2 separate regions of the Ovis aries genome follow, and region 1 is linked to region 2. Evidence: chromatin contacts called from public Hi-C data. All regions are on one chromosome and are shown on one strand. Each heading gives the region's core, a stretch centred on a gene start, on an enhancer-like site or on the middle of the called end of the contact. The rest is flanking DNA. Distances are from core to core; before and after follow the strand shown.

Evidence for each region. A called contact is a pair of places that touch in the nucleus more often than the background predicts.
Region 1: a contact with region 2 is called in a Hi-C map of liver, with 1.9 times the contacts expected there. The contact joins the promoter of MIF4GD here to the promoter of ATP5PD in region 2. A contact is called at or near these places in 2 of 16 Hi-C or Micro-C datasets (hypothalamus and liver).

What each region holds. Positions count from the first base shown.
Region 1 is chr11:55,559,412-55,565,325 of ARS-UI_Ramb_v3.0, forward strand. MIF4GD (MIF4G domain containing) reads left to right here and starts at 3,954. Exons shown (of 5, transcript XM_060395012.1): 1 at 3,954-4,093; 2 at 5,312-5,443. The coding sequence starts at 5,362. SLC25A19 (solute carrier family 25 member 19) reads left to right here. Exons shown (of 7, transcript NM_001142890.1): 7 at 1,578-2,163. The coding sequence ends at 1,760.
Region 2 is chr11:55,729,667-55,735,155 of ARS-UI_Ramb_v3.0, forward strand. It overlaps ATP5PD (ATP synthase peripheral stalk subunit d), which reads left to right and starts at 2,657. Exons shown (of 6, transcript NM_001142891.1): 1 at 2,657-2,683; 2 at 4,116-4,246; 3 at 4,521-4,617. The coding sequence starts at 4,125. It overlaps KCTD2 (potassium channel tetramerization domain containing 2), which reads right to left and starts at 2,416. Exons shown (of 6, transcript XM_015098962.3): 1 at 2,011-2,416; 2 at 258-366. The coding sequence starts at 2,352.

The DNA.
Region 1 (5,914 bases), core at 2,704-5,203, 170 kb before region 2:
ACAGCACAACGTGCCTGACAGACGGCAGAGGAGTGAGAGGGCATGGAATGGGAGTCAGGAAGGGAAGAGTGCATGCCTTACTCAGAGAGAAAGAAGTGGGTTTACAAATTATAGTATAGTTTCTTTGTAGAAAACTTCAGAGATGTTAGACAAAAAGGAAGATAAAATCACAGGTAAACCCACCACCACCCACCCCGAGAGGATCACACAGAACCTTGAGCTGTAGTAGTTCTCTCTCTTCCTTCCTCTCTTTCTCTTTCTCTGTCTCCCTTCTTCTCCCCGCTCTCTTTCTCTTACTGAAGTATACTCGATTTGCAATACTATGTTAGTTTCAGGTGTATAACATACTGATTCAACATTTTTATAGTTTATATTCCACTTACTTATAAAATAATGGCGACATTTCCCTGTGCTGCGCAGTATATCCTTGTTGCTTATTTATTTATTTCTTGGCTCTACGTGGAATCTGTTTCCCAACCAGGGATCAAACCCACACCGCTTGCAGTGGAAGCGTGGAGTCTTAACCACTGCACCTCCAGGGAGGTCCCACGTAATTTATTTTATAGTGGTTTGTTTGTATCTCTTAATCCCCTACCCCTCGCCTGCTCCTCCCCACGTCCCTCTAGTCACCAGTAGTTTATTTTTTTAGATTCCACACATTAGTGATAACATGCACCATTTGTAGTGATAACATGCACCATTTGTCTTTCTCTGACTTATTTCACTAAGCGTTAACACCCCCAGGTCCATCCTCGCTGCCGTTGTTTCTTTGCAGAAAACACGTGGACATTTTAATAAAAATGGGGTCGTACACAAAAGGTTTTATAACCTCCTCTTTCCAATTACCAACTTGGTTTGACCACCTTGGTTTGAAGAAATGGTTTGAATTTGGACAGGGAGAGGTGGTGAGAGACCAGGACAGGAGGGAGGCCCTGCTCCCAACAGAGATGTAGTGTGAGCAGGCATGGCCGGACCAGTGGGCGATAAAGGCAGATCAGAGAGGGACGCTGAGGCCAAATGGTGGAAGGCCCTGAACACCAGGCCACGTGGCTTGGACTTGATTCTTGATCATCATCTTTGGGAGTTCCTGGAGCTTTGGGGGTTGAGCAAGGCTTGAGCCGAGCTGTGTCTTGGGGACACGGCCAGACATCTGTGGTCAACTGGAGGTGGCCAGCCTGGTGACACTGGTCAGGCTCAGAGCCCACAAGGACCAGATTCAGATCTATTGCCCAAGGAGGGCAGGGAGTGATGGGGCACACGGTCAGAGCACCTCTGGGAAGAGGGTCCAGAGCTCTCACTGGGTCCTTAAGAGCCTCGGTCTGTGGGAACTTCCCGGGCAGGAAGGAGCTCTGTCCGGTGCTGATTTCCACACCCCTTCTCTGGGAAGCCTGAATTAACCCAGCTGGAAGAGAAAGAATGAGGTTCACTTCTTCCGTCTTCTTGGCATTCATTCCTTCTTCCAGTAGCTATCTGCTGGGAGCCTGAATGTGCCAGGCCCTGTGTTGACAGAACAGAGCTCATATCCACATGTCCACCCTCTCCTCTCTCCTCAACCAGGGTACCCTTCCTCTCCCCAGGTGCGAAGCTACAAGGGCCTCCTGGACTGTGCTGGGCAGGTGCTGCGAGAGGAGGGGCCACAGGGCTGCTTCAAAGGCCTGTCTCCCAGCCTGCTGAAGGCCGCCCTCTCCACCGGCTTGGTATTCTTCTGGTATGAGCTCTTCTGTAACTTCTTCCATCACATAAGCAAGGCAGACAGCTAGCCTCCAGGGCAGAAAGGGTGGCCTGCGGTCTTCCCCTCCTGGAAGAAGACTCGATCAACGGTCTCCTGTTGCACAGAGAGGTGCTGCCTGGTCCTTCCCTCCAGGCCAGCTGTCTCAGGCACGAAGAGCCGTCAGGATTCCACTGGACGGGCACCGGGAGGCCCATCAGGAGGAGCTGGGCGTTCGTCCTCTGTCTGGCGGACACTGGGGGCAGCAGCTGCCCTCCTGCTGAGCTGGGCTGCCCAGAGAGCCCTCCTGAATCTGGGGCCGCAGGGTGAGCGTGAGGCTGGGACTGGGCCCTGTACAGGGTTCGCACACTTACTCCCACCACCTATTTAATAGATGTTAAAGCTGAAAGCAATCTTTCCCCTCCACCTTCGCTTCCAAATCACATCCCTCCTCCCAAAGCTGGAGGAAGGGAGCCCTGCCTTGCCTGCATTCTACTTCGCTCTGCAGTTGTGTCCCTCAGGCAGCTCTGCTTCTAGTTCTAGGGGAAGAGTCCAGCTGAATTGGTCTCTTTATATAAAAACTCCACCATACTCAGATCTCCGTATCTATAAAGGCACTGCTCAAGCTGTTCTCTCCCTGGGCAGGACTGGTCCCAGCCCGTGGGCCTCTAGGGAAAGCTGATCCCAGCAGCACCACCGGCACTAGGGGTATGCTGACGGGGCGGGGGTGTGGGTAAAGGCAGCAGCCCTCTGCCTCAGTCTCCCAGGATCACTCGCTGGAGACTGGGTTAGCCCTCCTGAGTGGGTGGGAGCTTAGGCTGGGCCAGGGGGCATCAGCTGCCCGCTTGTGAGCTCCTGGGTCCAGCATGGCGCTGGGTGCATCCTCTACAATCCCCGCAGGAAGGGGTTGAGCAGGCTGCCTGCTGCGGGGACACCTGGTGCCCCGGCAGTTGCCAGGTACAGGAACCCACAGTCTAGACACAGCCAGGGGTACGAAAGGAGAAGAGAATCACAGAAAAACCACCTGCTGGGAAGCATGGCCCTAGAGGCTGGCTGTGCAGGGGGAGCCCTGCACAAGACTGCTCCCCTGACCTCATCTCGGCTCTAGCTCCAGCCCTTGCACTGACAGCCGAGGAAGATGGCAACGAGGAGCAGCCATGGGTGGGCGTCATGGCTCTCCCGGGGTCCTGGGCCCCTTCTCACCATTACCGTGACCTCTCTGGTCTGGAATCCTGGAACCTCCCTGCCCTTGGTTGCTGATTATGAAGGTCCACGTGTGGCTAGAGGGTGTCTGGCAATCAAGGCTTGTGGCTGCCCAAGGGGGCCGCTGTCCGAATGTATTTTTTTGATATCCATGGAAGTAAACTTTATTCTCTTCAGCTCTCCGCTCTTTGGTTTTCTTTCTCAGCAGCTGAGGTTCTCTTCCTCGATCCATTTTCTGGAGACCACTTTGGCTGCTCTGTGAGTGGGAGAAGCGAGCCCTGGATACAGAAATCACCATCAACACATCTTTCTTGTCCAAGCTACAGGAAAAGGCAGTTCTTTCCCAGCCTCTCCTGTATGCCTTCCTGCGGCGCAGGGTTGACCTCTGACCTGGCCCTGTCTGGGCTGCTGAGCCCACACCTCTCCCCAAGCCCAGACCAAGACAACTGAGCCAGGCGCTTGCTCATCCATCAGTCAGGATGTGGATGTGTTTACTCAGTCATGTCTGACTCTCTGTGACCCAGCGGACTGTAGCCCGCCAGGCTGCTCTGTCCATGGGATTCTCCAGGCCAGAATACTGGAGTGGGCTGCCTTTTCCTTCTCCAGGGGATCTTTCCCCACCCAGGGACTGAACCTGGGTCTCTTGCATTGCAGGCAGATTCTTTGCCTTCTGAGCCCCCGGGGAAGCTCAACGTCAGGGTCACTTCCAACTCCTGGGGCATCAAAAGTTGGCAAACAGACCCCTTTCTCTTGAGCTGGTTCATTGATTGTCAATTTATTTTACCAATATCGTTTGTACTTGGAGTGGGGTGGGGGTGGGGGGGGCTTCGTGGAACTCGATCTAGCCCTGAGAGCTTCCTCGCCTTCTCTACCTCGTATGGGGGCGGCGGGCGGGGAGCCAGGGCCTACCCTCTGTGAGGTCCGGCCCCTCCCGCCGACTGCTCTGCCCTCCCACCTTGCTGCCCGCGCCTGTAGCCCGGCTGCGGACCGCGCCCCCCGCAGGCCCCTCCTACGCCGCTGGCCCGGCCCGGCTCCTGACCCCGTTTTAACCTCAGCCCCGGCGTGGGGCGGGGCGCGGTGGGTGCCACTGCTCAAGACCGAGGGCTTCGCGCAGGCCGAGGAGCAGGTCCGACCCAGCGCCCGCGAGCCGGCGTGGTCTCGGGCAGGCCCGGGGAGAACGAGGTGAGGAGAGGGAAGGGGCGGTGGGGGCAGGGGTCGCGGGCGTCCTGCGCCGTCGCACGCCGGGAACCTCTGAGCTGGCGCGGGCAGCGGCGTCGGGGCTCCGGCAGGGGGCACTCGTGCGCGGTCCCACCCAGGCCCCGCCCCTCCGCCCGAGGCCCCGCCCCTCCGCCCGAGGCCCCGCCCCGCCCCTGCGCTAGGAAATGACCTCAGCGGCGGCGAGGCGCCGGCGGCCTAGCCTGCAGCGCCGTGGACGCGGGGCGCGCGCACGATGTCGGCCGAGCGGCCTCCGGGCACGCGGGCGCGGCGCCGACGCGGCAGGTGGGTCCCCGGCTCTCTCGCCACCCCTACAGCTCGCGGGACACCGGACAGCGGGCCCCACTGAGCGGCCGGGAGGGGCGTTCCGGACTTAGGAAAGCTGCCCAGGTCTGGAGACCCTTAAGATCCGCTCCTTTGGCCGGAGGGAGAGGCACCGAGTCCGGAGGGGAGACCCCAGCGGGGACCACCTTTGTAGGTCACGTCACCGCTCTCCCCTCCTTCAGAAGAAGGCTCAGAATGGAGCTAAGGACTCTTAGCACTGCCCCCTTCTTGAGAAGGGAGGGCCAGGTTTCTGCCCCTCGGGAGGCCAGTGTAACCAGTCCATCCCGGGGAGAAACTGGCCGGTACAAGGGGAGTCAAGGAGGCACCCAACCCTCTGGCCGGCCCCAGCCCGGGACTGGGCTTTCTGGGCTGAGGACTCTGACATAAGGGAGAGGGATGGGGAGATGGGGCTTGGAACCCTGCTGGGACAGATGCCCACAGCCTGGAGCCCCGGCCCTCTCAGTCTCAGGGAGCTGTGGTGGACCAGTCAGTAGCTTCTCGATCGTCTTATACAGGCATGGAAAGTGTCTGATATCCACTCATCCACCCCCTCATCTCAGTGCACCTGACCCTACCCCAGCTTTGGTGTCAGCTGAGAATAACCTTGAGGCAGACTGGAGGACAAACACATTCACCCCTCATCTCTACTCTTGTGTAATCCCAGAGACTATCAGGATTCTTTAACTGAGCAGCAGGTGCCTGGCTGGTGCCCAGTCTCCACCAGAAGCCAAGCTTGGTGGGCGCCCAGCCAACCCCTGAATGCCATGGACTGCCCAGCCCTATCCAGGGCCCATAGGGCTGGGAGCCCTGCCTCCACGCTCCACGCCTAAGACCTCTCCATTCGCCTCTCCCCCAACCCAGGTGTTGTCCTTAGTCCCACCCCAGCAAAGAGCTGCTGCGGCTGGACAGTCATGGGGGATCCAGGTAAAGAGGAGTATAAAATCCAGTGTTTTGATGCAGAGACCCAGCAGCTGCTGAAGACAGCTCTCAAAGGTGAGCGTGGGGAGCCCCCTGAGCCTGGCTCCACAGCACCAGAGAGGGGACCAGACCGGAGGACTGGGATGACCCTGGGAAGGCACCACCCTCTCCCTTCACTTTCTGAGAGCAGGAGTCCGCAACATAATTCTGGAACTGGAAGACATTTAGGCCAGTATTTGGGAGTATGAATCATAGATCACAGTCACCCCTCAGATTGTAAAGTGTTTTTAAAGTACCCAGGAAAGGAGGGTGAGGCACAGAAAACCCAGTTCCTGCCCCTTAAGTCCTTAAACCTGCTGGACCTGGTTTCTGCGTTGCTGCAGCCCCTCTCTTGAATATGCGGAGCTGCCTGACTTGGGACAGAAGATGGAGTGTTCTGCTTGGCAGAGGAGCTCCACTAACTGTCCTGGGCCAAGGCCCTCCCGCAGCACTCAGGACAGAAGTTTGACTCAGCGAACGATTAGCAATGCCTGTAGCGTGCCAAGC
Region 2 (5,489 bases), core at 1,407-3,906:
CTTTGCTTCCTGTGCACCTGAGCCTGCTAAAAATCTCAAAATTCAAATCTCAGGACTTCCCTGGTGGGCCAATGGCTAAGACTCCGTGCTCCCAAGGCAGAGGGCTCAGGGAACCAAGATCCCACATGCCACACAGCACAGCCCTCCCCCGACCAGAAAAAAAAAAAAACCCTGTGAAAAATACATTCCAATCTATGAAACAGCTTTAAAGATTTGACCTGAATTTTGAAGATGCCCAGCACAAACAGTGTCCTTACCTTCTTCTGCCAACTCCTTTGTAATGATGAGCTTCCCATGGCGGAGGTAGTTTAGGATTGGACCAAAGTAGGTAGGGTCCCTGTCAATCAGATAGGCCCCTGTCTCGTCCTGCCAACCAAACACAAGGGTATCACTGTGGAGCTTTCATGCTAAATTAGGGCAGGGTCTCCACCTGTCTCTCACAATTCACAAGTGAGAGGGCAAGTTCTATTAGATGTTTATCACTAACCACTGGCAAGAAGGCTAGCTTTACGGGTCTTATACTTCAAGATGATTTCTGGGAGGGTGTTGCAGATGTATAGTCATATTCGTTATCTAGGCGTTGACTTGAACTTCTAAAATCTTTACTCAGACACGATTACCAATCTCTTCTCAGCCTTTTGGGTAAGATCAAGCGTAGATACAACTACCAACATTCTTCCTGTGGGATATTTGTTATAATGAAACAGAGGAAGAAAATGCCATAGCTGCGTGATCTAAATTTCTGCTTGAGACATTCTGACTTCTCTATTGTCCCTGAATCACATTCCTAATTCTAAGAAAACCTCTGTTTATTTGGCAGTGCTCCTGAGCTGAGGGCCAACGGCAGTGGGAGTCTGCGTTGGCAACTGTAACTCACACACTCCAGATCTGTGCCCAGAGGAAGCTTGGCATGGCCGGGACTTGGCTCTGAGCAATTTTAATCCTACTCATCTTTACAGTAAAGGGAACAAGAAGAAACTGGCTTCTACTGCAACAAAGAAGATTCAGGACAGATAAAATCGTTCCTTTATAATAAGTTAGGGCAGGACAGTTTGCCTTCAATCTGAGATGACAGGAGAGGTAGCAGATGAATAAACGAAACTAACCAATGTTTACTTGACCCTAACTGTGTTGCAAGGGAACAGCTAAGCGCTACATGGGACACAGGCAATGCAGGCAACAGTCAATGCTTTTAAGTCAGAAACTAAAAGATGAACGTGTAAAGTTAAAAAAAAAAAAATCAAACAGCTCAAACTGAAAATCGGTTAAGCGTCTTGTCACCTCTCAACTCTTTGGTTAGCAGCCGTGCATCTTGCCCAACGGTACTCTCTGGGTTTCATTTTCCCTGGTCTTAATCTGTCAGCTTAGGTTTGCACTGGCAAAGGACAAGCTCTTTCCTAGGAACGTATCTGAGCTCAAACCGGGACCTAACACAGTGACAGTTACCAAATACGAGCCCAGAGACCAGGACCACAGGAAAGAAGTGTGGAATCACGACAAGCGCTTCCTGCAACTGTCGAAGCCATCATCACACCCAGGCTTTCACCCAACTTGGCAGAGGGGTCGGAGCGGAAGTCTCAGAAAGCTACCTGGATGCCTTAGCTCGCCCTGACCCAATTCTGGATGCGTCTGCCATAGGCGCTGAGGGTCTTGACGAGGAACCAGGGAAACAAGGAAGTCAGGAGAAAACTCACGCAGACCTGAGGGGCTGGGATGAGGTGCAGAAAGGAAGGGGAAAAGGGGTGTGGAGCGGACGCTCAAGGGTGAGGGTAGGCACAGCGCGGGGAAGCAGCCGCTGAGAACGAAGGGTGCGGTCAGAGAGAAAGTCTGCGTGCGTCTGGGGCTGGGGCAGAAAAGCCCCCAGGGCTGGCTGGCTGGGAAAGACGAGGAGGAGGGGGTCCCGGCCCCAGGTGCCCTCCGGAGAGAGGCGCGTCGCAGGAAATCCGGGGACCAGCCTGGGAGGAACGAGGGGGTCCGAAGGCCAGGGGCGCGCCCGAGGGCGGGGCGCACCTTGTCCGAGTCCAGCTCCGGGTCCTCCTGGCAGCAGAGGCGGCAGAGAAAAGACTTGGGCTCCCGACCTAGGGTCTGCCTGGTGGTCACGAAGTAGGTGCCGCCCACGTTCAGCCGGACCCAGCGGGCCGCGCCACCGCCCCCTGTCCGCTCTGGCGGCCCGGGACCCGGCTCCAGCGGCTGCGCGGCGGCGGCGGGGGGCGGGCGGCCGTGCCCGCGGGGCGTGGGGCCAGCGGGGCGAGGGCTGGGGGGCCCGCGGCCCGGGCCGCCCCCATCGCCCAGCCCGCTCCCGCCGCCCCCTCCCAGCCCCGCCATGGCCGGGTCGAGCTGCAGCTCCGCCATCTTGGGCCACCGCCGCCGCCGCCGCTTGCTGCCCGCGCGCCGCCGGGCCGGCCCATCTCTCGGCAGGGAGAGCCGGGCCGGCCCATCGGCGGGGGTGGGGCCGCGGGAGAGGGACGGGAGCACCCCCAACCAGCGTCCGCATCCTCGGGCTGTGGAGGCGCTACGCCCGCCCCCGGAGGCGGGACTTCCTGAATCAGCCCTCGCCGCTATTCGCTGAACCGCAAGACAAGGCCTGCCCCCTTGGGTTTGGGGTTGGCTGAGGGGAGAGCTTCCGGTGACCCACTTCCGTTCTCTGCTGCAGTGGACTGCGGGCCGCCTGGGGTCGGTGAAGGTGAGTGGTTTTGGGGGCCTCTCTGCTCTGCTCCTGCATACCTCGGCTCGACCCTTGTCTCGCCCTGCTTCGCGCGGCTGCTCTTTCGCGCCCTTCTTCCTCTCCCCTGCCTCTAGCGCGAGGCCGCAGAGGCCAGTTTGGCCTCTTGACTTTTAGGGCTTCCAGTAACCTTTGTCTCGTCCAGCCTGACTCCAGTCTGGCGGCTTCAGGAGTCCGGTTTGGAGGCTGAGGAAACGCTGCCGGGACGTATTTTAGTCTGCTTGGTGACGCCCAGCAGGCTGGAGGGCTGTACGCTTCCCTTCTGAAGGTTCCAGCTTTCGAGCGTGTGGAGCTTTCAGAGCTTCTCTAGTGCAGGGTTCATTTACCGATTCAGTAAATATTCACTGAGCACCTGCTGTGTTCAGGATCTGTTCTAGGCGCTGGGGATTCAGCAGTAAATAAAAGACAACAAACCCATTTACGAAGCTTCCGAGCTTGGAAAACTCTCAGCAAGGGCACTTATTCTGTCTGGTGTATTTAAAGGTCACCCGCCCCTTACCTCCACTCCAGGGAACATAAGCTGTCTTGAGAGTGAAAGGAAGAGGCAGATGTTGGACATGTGTCTTCTTTCTTTTAAGGCCCTGGGGAAAATTTCCATCTCCTTTGTGATCCACCCCATAGTTTATAAAGATCTTTAACGGTTGTGATCACTTTGCATGTTCTCTCACATTCACGTATGTATTGAATACATTTTTTTTTTTAAGAGTATTGCCAATATACTCAGGGTATATGCTAACACTACAGGGGATCACCAGGCATGAATAAGGTGTGGGCGTATTACCAGTTTAACAAGGAGTGGGTAGAGAGCCCCTTAAGTTTGCAGTGCAAATTGGTGTGCACAGTTATATTTGATCTTTTTAACAGCCTTTTTTTGGCTAACAGGGCTTATTATCCCCATTTTTCAGGTGAGGAAATTTTGGTCCAGCGTCTGCTTTATTTAACTGAGCCTTGTTGAAATGTGAATATGTGTCAGGTTCTGTGCACTGGAGAATCAGTGAATAAAATGTAGGCTGAGTGGAAGTGTTTTTAAATTACTAACTTTTATGTAATGCATGAATATTGCTTTAGCAGTGTTTCCAAAGGTACATGGAGTGCAAACACTGGATAACTGGACTTTTTTTTTCTAATAACTGGACTTTTAAGGATAAATCAGGAGATGGGGAAGAGAGGGTATACCATCTAAAATATATTTATATGCCAGGTTGTACACCTTGAATTTTAAAAACTAAAAGAAAAATCCTCTTCTGATATTGTCATCCTAATTCCTTTAGTTGACAGATATACCCACTCATATGATGCTGATCTATTTCTTAAAACTTGAATACTTCTGCGATGCCCTTCAGAGGATTCTCTCCAAGAGCCCTGTTTTGATCTGACCTGTTGTATTTTCCAGGATCTCAAGATGGCTGGACGGAAACTTGCTCTAAAAACCATTGACTGGGTAGCTTTTGGGGAGATCATCCCTCGAAACCAGAAGGCCGTGGCTAACTCCTTGAAGTCCTGGAACGAGACCCTAACCTCCAGGTCAGTACCTTGCTGAGAGGGAGCCTCTGGACTTGTGATTTCATGTGGAACAAAATATATGAATTCTGATGTTCTTCTGGCAGAACGAAATTCATGCATTTTCTAAATACTAGTGAATTATTATTATTTTTTTTTGTTACATTCCTATAATCTCTCTCCTAGGGAAGAGTGTGGCGATAGCTCCAGGCCGTAGGAATGAAGAACAGGGAAATTGCTGTGTGAATTTCCTCTTGCTTGTGGAACAGTCCTAACTTTTGCTTTTCTATGTGAGCAGGTTGGCTACTCTGCCTGAGAAGCCACCTGCCATTGACTGGGCTTACTACAAGGCCAACGTGACAAAGGCTGGCTTGGTGGATGACTTTGAGAAGAAGGTGAGCCTTCAGGCAGCTAAAGCCCTGGTCTTGTAACACAGCTGTGGGTGGGGGAGCAGGACCCTGGACAGTTACACGGGATGCCAGTGAGGAAAGAGGAGTGGTGTTAACATCCAGATCCCAAGGGAGGCTCAGGAGAGACGGGTGTGGCCAAAGGTCTTGTGATGACAGATTTAAATGGTAAGTAGGTGCGGGAGAATTCAGGGTCTCCTCATTCAGCAAGTTTCTTGTCTAAGAAAACGGTATAACAGAGTCTTAATCCGAGATCCAGAGGGCTGTTGAGTTGGGTGTTTCTGCCTGGCTCCCTTCTGCGCTCCTCGCCTGCCTCCTTTTAAATCAAGCTGACATTTTTTCCTACGCTTTTACTATTTTCCTCTTTCCTCTGCTTTTTTATTGTCCCTTGTAGCTGTGGTCTCTCACTCACCTGTCTTCTTATTTGTATAATTTATGTTTTGACCGTACTGGGTCTCTGTGGCTGCGTGGGCTTTTCTCTGGTTGCGGTGAGCAGGGGTTCTCTCTCTAGTCATGGTGTGCAGGCTTCTTGTGGTGGTGGCATCTCTTGTGGAGCAGCAGAGCTCTAGTGTGAGGGCTTCAGTATCTGCAGCATGCATGCTCAGTAGCTGTGGCTCCTAGCTCTAGAGCACAGGCTCAGTAGCTGTGGGGGCTGGGTTTAGTTGTTCCACCGCTTGTGGGATCTTCCTAGATCAGGGATCGAACCTGCGCTCCCTGCATTGCCAGGTGGATTCTTTACTACTGAACCACCAGGGAAGCCCTCGCCCACCTATATTCTGATGTTAAATTTCATCATCCAGGATTTTCTTGTTCATTCAGCAGATAGTTATTGAGGGCCCACTTTGCTAGGAACAGCGCTC